Regions from separate parts of the Mus musculus genome. Here all the other regions are linked to region 2. The links are chromatin contacts, called in public HiChIP or PLAC-seq maps. All regions are on one chromosome and are shown on one strand. The core of a region is the stretch at or near the end of the contact, and the rest is flanking DNA. Distances in the headings are between cores, read along the strand shown.

What was found. HiChIP or PLAC-seq counts read pairs in DNA pulled down with a chosen protein or histone mark.
Region 1: an H3K27ac HiChIP or PLAC-seq map of embryonic stem cells shows a contact between it and region 2, with 13 read pairs. The contact joins the enhancer-like site here to the promoter of Lrrc15 in region 2. A contact is called at or near these places in 2 of 39 promoter capture datasets (hematopoietic stem and progenitor cells and maxillary cranial neural crest), 1 of 484 Hi-C or Micro-C datasets (nephron progenitors), 2 of 115 datasets of contacts at active chromatin or transcription factors (embryonic stem cells and pancreatic cancer cells) and 1 of 9 other capture datasets (adipose tissue).
Region 3: a CTCF HiChIP or PLAC-seq map of the NIH/3T3 cell line shows a contact between it and region 2, with 9 read pairs. The contact joins the enhancer-like site here to the promoter of Lrrc15 in region 2. A contact is called at or near these places in 16 of 39 promoter capture datasets (the 3T3-L1 cell line, 3T3-L1-derived adipocytes, the C10 cell line and 9 more), 4 of 15 datasets of contacts at CTCF or cohesin (the NIH/3T3 cell line, large pre-B cells, pro-B cells and 1 more), 1 of 484 Hi-C or Micro-C datasets (bone marrow-derived macrophages) and 10 of 115 datasets of contacts at active chromatin or transcription factors (T-cell acute lymphoblastic leukemia, bone marrow-derived macrophages, embryonic stem cells and 4 more).

What each region holds. Positions count from the first base shown.
Region 1 is chr16:30,080,886-30,083,585 of GRCm38.p6, reverse strand. No RefSeq gene overlaps it. Among named protein-coding and RNA genes, the nearest start is that of Gm32998, 12 kb to the right of the region's middle. Within about 2 kb of position 1,350, at least 30 of the 459 cell types and tissues checked have an H3K27ac peak or open chromatin away from gene starts, as enhancers often do. A contact at or near this core is called in embryonic stem cells and nephron progenitors, where this site is marked.
Region 2 is chr16:30,281,807-30,284,506 of GRCm38.p6, reverse strand. It overlaps Lrrc15 (leucine rich repeat containing 15), which reads left to right and starts at 1,253. Exons shown (of 2, transcript NM_028973.2): 1 at 1,253-1,339.
Region 3 is chr16:30,527,249-30,529,948 of GRCm38.p6, reverse strand. Tmem44 (transmembrane protein 44) reads left to right here. Exons shown (of 11, transcript NM_001384248.1): 9 at 379-537. It overlaps Gm52252 (a long non-coding RNA gene), which reads right to left. Exons shown (of 3, transcript XR_003951936.1): 3 at 531-796. Among named protein-coding and RNA genes, the nearest start is that of Gm52252, 8.5 kb to the right of the region's middle. Within about 2 kb of position 1,433, at least 18 of the 459 cell types and tissues checked have an H3K27ac peak or open chromatin away from gene starts, as enhancers often do. A contact at or near this core is called in the NIH/3T3 cell line and pancreatic cancer cells, where this site is marked.

The sequences.
Region 1 (2,700 bases), core at 101-2,600, 200 kb after region 2:
CAGTCTACCCCCAGTACTTCCTTGAGGCTACATTTTACCCGACCTCTCTTAAGTCTCACTTGCTTACCCAACACAGAGTTACAGAGTTCTGGAGCTGGAAAGCGCCTTCGGGACCATCGAAAACAATCTAATCCTCCAATCTCACTGTTTGATGAAGAGGTGAAAAACTCAGTTTCAATCATGCGGGACTGATTGGTCGTAGCACTGGTCTCTAAAACCTGTCAATGGATAGTGTGAGCAGGCGCCCAGGTTTACCCGGGAGAGCCCTTGGTCCAGTATATTGCCTGGGTGTAGTTATTGATAATCACTCCTTTGCTTCTCCTAAGGAACAGGTTCGATGATGAGTAGTGTAGCCAGTGCTTGGTAATGCTTTCCGCTGTGTGGGCGCCAGTGTGGAGGAAGGGACAGAGGACATTCTCAGAGTTACACTCACAAGCTCATGAAAGCATCTGTAACTTCTCAAGCATGAGAAAGAAAATAGGTTGTCAGGTCTGAAGGGTCTAGAAATACGCTGCTCAGATGGTACATAAAACCCTCCCTCCAGTGCTGTTTGGCTGACCCAGCCTCCAAGGTGCTTCTCCTTTCTCGGCCTCCTCTCCCCAAACTCATCGGCCAATATCCTACTGCTGTGGTCCTGGAGGCCATTGGGGTCTTGGGTATATTTTCCTTCTGTGGAACGTTCCTTTACCTGCCCCTCCCCCACCAATGTTCCCAGATACTTCCTTTAGAAACATTTGTTCCCTGCCCCCCACCCCCGCTCTGGCCCCCACTCTTTTTGTTGTTGTTGTTGTTTTTCGAGACTGGGTTTCTCTGTATAGCTCTTGCTGTCCTGGAACTCACTTTGTAGACCAGGCTGGCCTCGAACTCAGAAATCTGCCTGCCTCTGCCTCCCAAGTGCTGGGATTAAAGGCATGCGCCACCATGTGGCCCCCACTCTTGATATCCACAGGCGCTCCCTTTGAGCTTGTTGGGGGAGTGTCTCCTGCCTGGACTGTGAGCAGTCTCAGGGGCAGGACAGTCAGTAAGCTCTAAGTACTGAGGTTGGTACAAGCAGAGGGCACAGGTAAATTCATTAAATTCATTCAAGAATGATTTACTGAGGATTACAGTTGGGTCCAAGCACACCACTGTGGGGTCCCAGCTCATGACCACGGAGCTGTTGCCCAGTTCTGCCAAGATAATGTATGGGCCTATGCGCTATATGCTGTTAGGTCTCAAGGCTAATGGCTGAGGTGCCTATTTAACACACCAAAGAGGACCTAGCTGCCGCCTAGTCAGTCCTAGCATTCCTCAGTCCTTACCTGGCAGACCCCACCCTGTCCCCTGAACTTCTCTAGCTCAGGGGCTGGGCTGCCCTTCCCTATATGATCTTGTCATTTCCGTTACCTAGCCCTTCCGTCTACCCTTTCCCCTCCTGGCCTCTCCTCCCTCCTCTCCTGACATGGCTCAGGGCTACACTCCCTCTGAACTCTCCCAGATGTCCCTGCCTGTGGCTATGCTCTCCCTTTTATGTGCAATAAGCTTTCTCCTCCACCATACCTAGAAGGAGTCATGCTTTTCTTCTTTTATCCCACTCCCACCCCCACCCCGTTCATACCCCCATGTTTGTTTCTTTCCTGGAATTTTGCACTCCTTTAGGAGAAAAAAAATAATCAGTCCATTAGTCTTTCCCACAAAGTTTATTTCTGAACTAACAGCATAAATCTCTGATCTATTTTAAAACAAGGAAAGGGAGGTTAAAATAACTTTTTCAAGGCCTCTGGAGTCAGTAGTTATTCCGATTGTTAAGCCCTGTGCCTTGGACCCTCACTAGCTCAACACTGGGGAAGGAGGTGCCCTGGGCACAGCCCAACCTTGTCCTTGCCTTCTTAAGTTCAGGGTCTTCCCCAGCAGTGTTTTTGAAAGGTAGGGCCGTGTTTGTGGCTGAACCAGCAAGGGCTTTTCCTGAAGGCTTCCCAAGGCCGGCATCAGAGCTGACCAGGAGCCATGCTCAGTCTCTTGTGAGGCAGTCTCTGGTTTTGGGTGAATGGTGTGTGAAGTTTCTGAATGGAGATGGAAGACACACACGCTGGGGACCTAGTGAGTCCAGGTCCAGAGGAGCTTGCCCGGTGTTATGGGAAGCAGGAGACAGAGGGAGCTAGGGAACAGGCGTACATGTCAGGGTGGGGTCGGGAGGAAGGAGAGCGGGGGAGGAGAGGAATCTGGGCTCCAGTTGTGGAGAGGGAGGAAAGATTAGAACTTGTATTATTCAGATTACTGCAAACCATTCTCACACTCTCCCCACCCACCGCACCACCCTCACCTCAATTCAGTCATCCTCTAAATGCCAGCCCCAAACCTTGCTTTGGCTTCCTTCATTCAGAGGTTGGGGCCACTTCTCCCTAATTACTCGAGGACTCTCCTCTGGTCTGAGAAGACTGTGGTAAGATGCACACAGAAGGGAAAGGTGATCTTGCCAAGGGAGCTGGTCTTCCCAGGCCAGGCGACTGTGTCCGTCATCTAGGGATCTTGTGCTGTCTCCTCCAATGAACTTCCTCCAGCTCTGAGCAACCGTCTGATTCCACCATAGCCCTTTTAACTAACTCACAGCAAACATGAAGCCATAGAGGGGATAAAGCGTGACTTGGAGGTACAGAGAAAGGCCAGCTGCCTTCAGGGAGCCTGTCTCCAGGAGCCCTGATCACTCTGCCAGGGCCTCAT
Region 2 (2,700 bases), core at 4-2,503:
AAAAAACAAACAAACAAAAGATGCGGAGGCTCCAAAGGTTGACAGCAAGAAGGAAGATGCTCTTCTGTGGAATCGTAGTGGGATAGGATGCTAAGGTGGGGGAGCTGGGACTGGGGTGTGGCGGCAGCGCTCTCCTCGGTTAATAGCCAGAGCACTTTTGTTTCTGGCTGTGATTCATGGTGACACCGGCAAGGCATGATTCAGGCAGCAGGGCTTGACCACGGTAAGCCACCAAGTGACTGTCTCAGTAATAACACTGCACTTTTATGTCTCTCCTTTCATCGCAGATCTCAAAGCGCCCTGCAAACATTAATTAAGGCTCTCGCATTCCAGGAGCTGCCCGGTGGGTGCAGGCATTGTTCTGGCCACTAGGCGGAGAAGGTAAACGGAGCCAAGGCAGCTACAACCTTTAAATGCTTTGTTAAGCAGAGGTCTGACGGCCCCCTCCCCAGCCGTGACTCCTCTACCCTCTTCCTCCGGCTCTCTCTGGGACACTTTGAATAGAACCAGCATGGTCTCCTGGTTTCCTACTGGGGTAGGGACCGTGGGAAGGTAGGGAATCAGGGCATGCTGTGGTACAGAGGTGAAAGGCAGACAAGCCCTCGTTCTCAGTCACCACCTTCACAGCCCAGGAACATATCCTGCACGCACCCAGGAGCAGCAGCATAGGTACAGAAGATAACCTCGGAGGGACATGAAATGCTACTTTTAAAAGAGATATGGTGGAGGGAACTATATTTTTCCTAAGAACTTAAATGCCTTTTCCAAAATATTAGCAGTGGCTGAATTGGATGACACATTCGAGTGTGCCTTATAATGTTCTTGCATATTTTCTCTAAAATTGGAGTTATTTCTATATACAAATTTTAGAATTCGGGGCTGGGGGAGAAAAGGAAGGGGGATGGAGAAGGAAGCAGAGAGTGGACTAAAAGGTCACAGAAAGCCCGACTTCAATCACAACCTGAACTGGTGCCTAAGGCAAGAGCTGGGTCCCAGTTACTCAGTCCTACTGCGGTGGCAGAAAACCCCTTTCCAGTGTCACACTGGACACAGCGAGTCCGAAGGAGATGGGGAAGGAGAGGCAAAGAAGAAACTTATTTTCAAGTGCAGTCGATGAACGCCCCTTCAACTTGAACACAATTCCCTGATGATGCTCCCAGAGGTTGCCCCGCCCCGCAGGCCGACACTGCCCCGTGCGGTGACTCACGAGGGGCTGTTTAAATGACAGGGAGGACCCAGAAGGCCCTCACTCATGCTGCAGTCTTGAGCCGGTCCGGTCCTCCGCCTCCTCTCCTCGCCGCCTCCTTCTTATTGACCCGGCAGCCTCGTGGAGCTGCTGGTAAGTGGGTGCCCGCCCACCCCCCATCCCGGCCGCGCCCCACATCCCGGTTGACGATAGGATCCCGAGACTCTACAAGGAGCAGGGCTGGCGCGTGCCTGGGATGCTCTGAGGACCTGGACTGGTCCAGCCCGCGCAGGAGCTGGGTGAGCCGGTCCTAGTGTCTAGCTGTGAATCTTGATGCCCTGTTTCGCTTTCCTTGACTTTATGGTCTGTGAAGTGAGCCTGGAGTGCAGCGGGGAGAGCTTTTGACCTGCAGGAAATTGGTTGAAAGTTAACTGAAGCACCCGGTTTACCTACTCCGGGAGACCAGATCCACAAGGGCAGGAGTTTCTCTAAGGTTCTGGCTGTTGGAACCTGTATCATTTCCATTGAGCCTACAGAGGTAGCCACTTAAAGGGGACTCTGCATATAGATCTGTCCAGGATGGTGAACTCACAAGGTTTCTGCCTGGGAGAAATCGGCCCTCTACTTGTGGTAGATTTACAGTGTTACATTTATACTGCTGGACTCAGGCGGATATGCAGTCTCTAGTCAGGAGTGCCAATTTGGAACCCAGTTGAAGTTTTAAGTGTCCAGGTTCTAACTCTGTGTGTAGCTTAGATGATCCCATTCTGATCATCTAGATGTGTCACAGGGTCCAGGGCTGATGCCTTTGGGAGGGAGATGCTGGAGGTAGGTTTGTGATAAGAATCAGGTGTCTCGCTGGTCGTGGTGGCGCACGCCTTTAATCCCAGCATTTAGGAGGCAGAGGCAGGCAGATTTCTGAGTTCAAGGCCAGCCTGGTCTACAAAGTGAGTTCCAGGACAGCCAGGGCTATACAGAGAAACCCTGTCTCGAAAAACCAAGAAAAAAAATCAGGTGTCGGTATGTATGTATGTATGTATGTATGTATGTATGTATGTATGTATGTTTATTTGTATGTATTTTGGTGCTGAGGATCAAACTCAGGATCTCAAGCATGCTAAACAAGCAGTCTACTACTTAGCTATAACCACAGCTGACTAGGTGAGTTTGTTTTGTTTGGTTTTAAGACAGGGTCCCACTATGTAGACCAGGCTGGCCCCAAACTCACAGAGATCCTCTTACCCTACTTCCCAAGTGCTAGGATTAAAGGCATATACTACCACGCACAAACTGGGTGGGTTTTAATCTCACCCCTTATCTGTGTCTCTGCCCAAAATGAAGAGGAGTGAGCTGTGGAAAAGGAGAGCCTTCGGGACCCTCCAACCTGAGCGGCTCTACCTTTAGGGCCAAATGCACTACCCTAGGGCAGACCGTGACTGCTGAGATAACACAAGAACTCAAGGTGCTGAGCATTGCCTGCCAGGGATTTCTAGCTGGCACTACCCATTGCAGGC
Region 3 (2,700 bases), core at 184-2,683, 250 kb before region 2:
CTGAGCCATCTCTCCAGCCCTATAATGGTACTCTTAACAACACCCCCCCCCACACCCCGAGCTTATTATATAGACCATGTCTAAGGCACGTTGTTAAGTGGACATAAAACCTGTAAGAGACTATAGAGTGTGCTACCTTCTATTAGTGGAAGTAGGGGGCACACATATGTGTGCATTTGAGTGTGTGCATGTGGAATATCTGGAAGGACACAGGGAACAGGGGTGCCGCCACCTCTGGATGCTGAGGAATAAGGGTCCAGGAGACACTGCAGCCCACACATCTGTGCCTGTGGAATACTGACGTGCAGGAATGCTTTGCATGTTGAGAGGTGACGTAAACCAAGTGCCACTGCCCACCCTTTCCTTCACTCTTTGCAGGCAGGCTGTAGCGCCACCAGGCTGCCCGGTGACGGGCAGACAAGCACCAGAGACGCCGCCTCGCAAGAGCCTCCCTCATACCCTCCCATCCAGGTCATCCAGGCCAGAGTGTCTTCCAGCAGCTCCTCCGAGGTCTCCTCCATCAACTCGGACCTGGAGGTACAGGGGCTGCCCTCGGGGAGGGCACGTGGGCATGTCACCTACCAACGCTTGCTGGGGCCTCCTTGAGATGGAACTGCTTTGTAAGCCTTGCCTTATTAACCTCACAACTGCTAATCATGAGTGAAGCTCTCTGCATGGCTATGGAGGAGCTCTTCAAACTTGACGGGACTCAAACAGTTTCATGGTTGAGCTGGTCAGGGAAACACCGAATATTGGGGTCCAGTTCTCATAGACGGCTTGCACATTCAGGTCCTTCCTAAGAAGAAACAGAAAACATAAGTAATAGGTCTCTTAAAAAGCCTCAGTGTTATAGTTTAGGATTAATGGTTTAGGCTGTAACGCCAGGATTCATGTGGCTGATGATCATGAGTTCAAATCCAGCCTAGGCTCTATTAGAACACTTTAGAAGGAAAGGAGAGAAGGAGGGAGGGAGAGAGAAAGGAAGGCAGGAATCTTGCTTGGTACCAGTGTTTCCCAGCCCATTTGACCATAAAAGAGTTTCTTTACCCCAACGAACAGAGGCCTGTAATGCTGGCCCTGACCCACACAGGCAGGACCTATTGGAAGCAGCACACCCAGCCTCCATCTTCTTTGTATCTGAACAAAATGTGCATCACATGAGGGATCCACAAACTCCGATGTGTCCTGTCGCTCTGAGTACCCAGCCCCATTCAACCCCATTCAGCAAGGGAGTTTGCGTCTGTCTGAGGACACAGGAGATCAAAGGCAACACAGGCTCACACGTATGTCAGAGAACCAGGCAGTCTGGCATGTCTGGGGAAGGAATGACTTCCTTTTTGTGTCCCAGCCTTTTGTGTGTTGAAATCCTGTCTGTGAAACGATGTACATAAGCAGTACGTAATGTTGATCTGTGGTTTGGGTTTAGTTTGATTTTTTTAATGCCCTTATTTGGCAAAATAATCGTTATCTACCCAGAGTATGAAGATTAGTCAGAGTTATACAGGACTCAAAAATTCCAAACCTAAAAAAAAAAAAAAATTCCAAACCTCAGAACTTTTGACGAGGGGTAAACCAGATCACTTAGTGTGCTTTTCCAGGCATTCCCAGCCAGTGTACCGTGCTATCTCTGCTCATACCTAGCATTCTGTCCTGGCCATTTTCCTTCCTGTCCTGGACCCCTGGACCTTCCTCCCTGGGGTTCCCTCTGGCCCCATTCCCATGGGTCAGAATTCTATCCAGAGACCGGCTTGTGTGACCCTCCCCTTGGACCAGTGGCTCCCTCTCCCTGTTGCCCATTTCCCTGCCCACCTGCCACAGGTGGCAGTGGCCTGGTGAGTGCAGATGTGTCACCTGCTGTTCATCTGTCCCTCAACAGCTGCTGGTTGAGGGCTGGGTTGGAGCTAGGACCTGTACACCTGTCCAGGCAATATTCCTAAGCTGAGTCTGAGAATGTGTGGGACACCTAGAAGCTTGGAACTTGCATTCTCCACTGAGGCCTGTGGCTAAAGGGACTGCAGAGTGAGGGCAAGGCAGGGCAGAGACACAGGGGCCCGTGGGGGAGGAATAGGGGGATATTTGCTCTCTGGAAATGGAGGCCTCTTGCTCTGTCCCTAAGCACTAGGCAGCGCGGTGTCCAGCATTGCCGGAGTCTGCCCTTGCAGCTGGTCCTGGCTGTTCCTCTGTGGAACCCATTCTTCTCATTTGTAGTCTCACTTTTTTTATTAGTTATTTTCTTTATTTACATTTCAAATGTTATCCTAGTTTTCCCTCCAAAAACCCCCTCCCCCCTCCCTGCTCACCAACCCACCCACTCCTACTTCCTGGCCCTGGCATTCCCCTACACTGGGGCATAGAATCTTCACAGGGCCAAGGGCCTCTCCTCCCATTGATGACCGACTAGGCCATCCTCTGCTACATATGCAGATGGAGCCATGAGTCCCACCATGTGTACTCTTTGATTGGTGGTTTAGTCCCTGGGAGCTCTGGGGGTACTGGTTGAGTCATACTGTTGTTCCTCCTATGGGGCTGCAAACCCCTTCAGCTCCTTAGGTCCTTTCTCTAGCCCAATGGATGGCAGTGAGCATCCACTTCTGTATTTGTCAGGCACCGGCAGAGCCTCCCTATAGTCTCGCTTTTAAAATCCTATGTAAAAATATGTACATCCAGGGGCTGGAGAGATAACTCAGAAGTTAAGAGCAC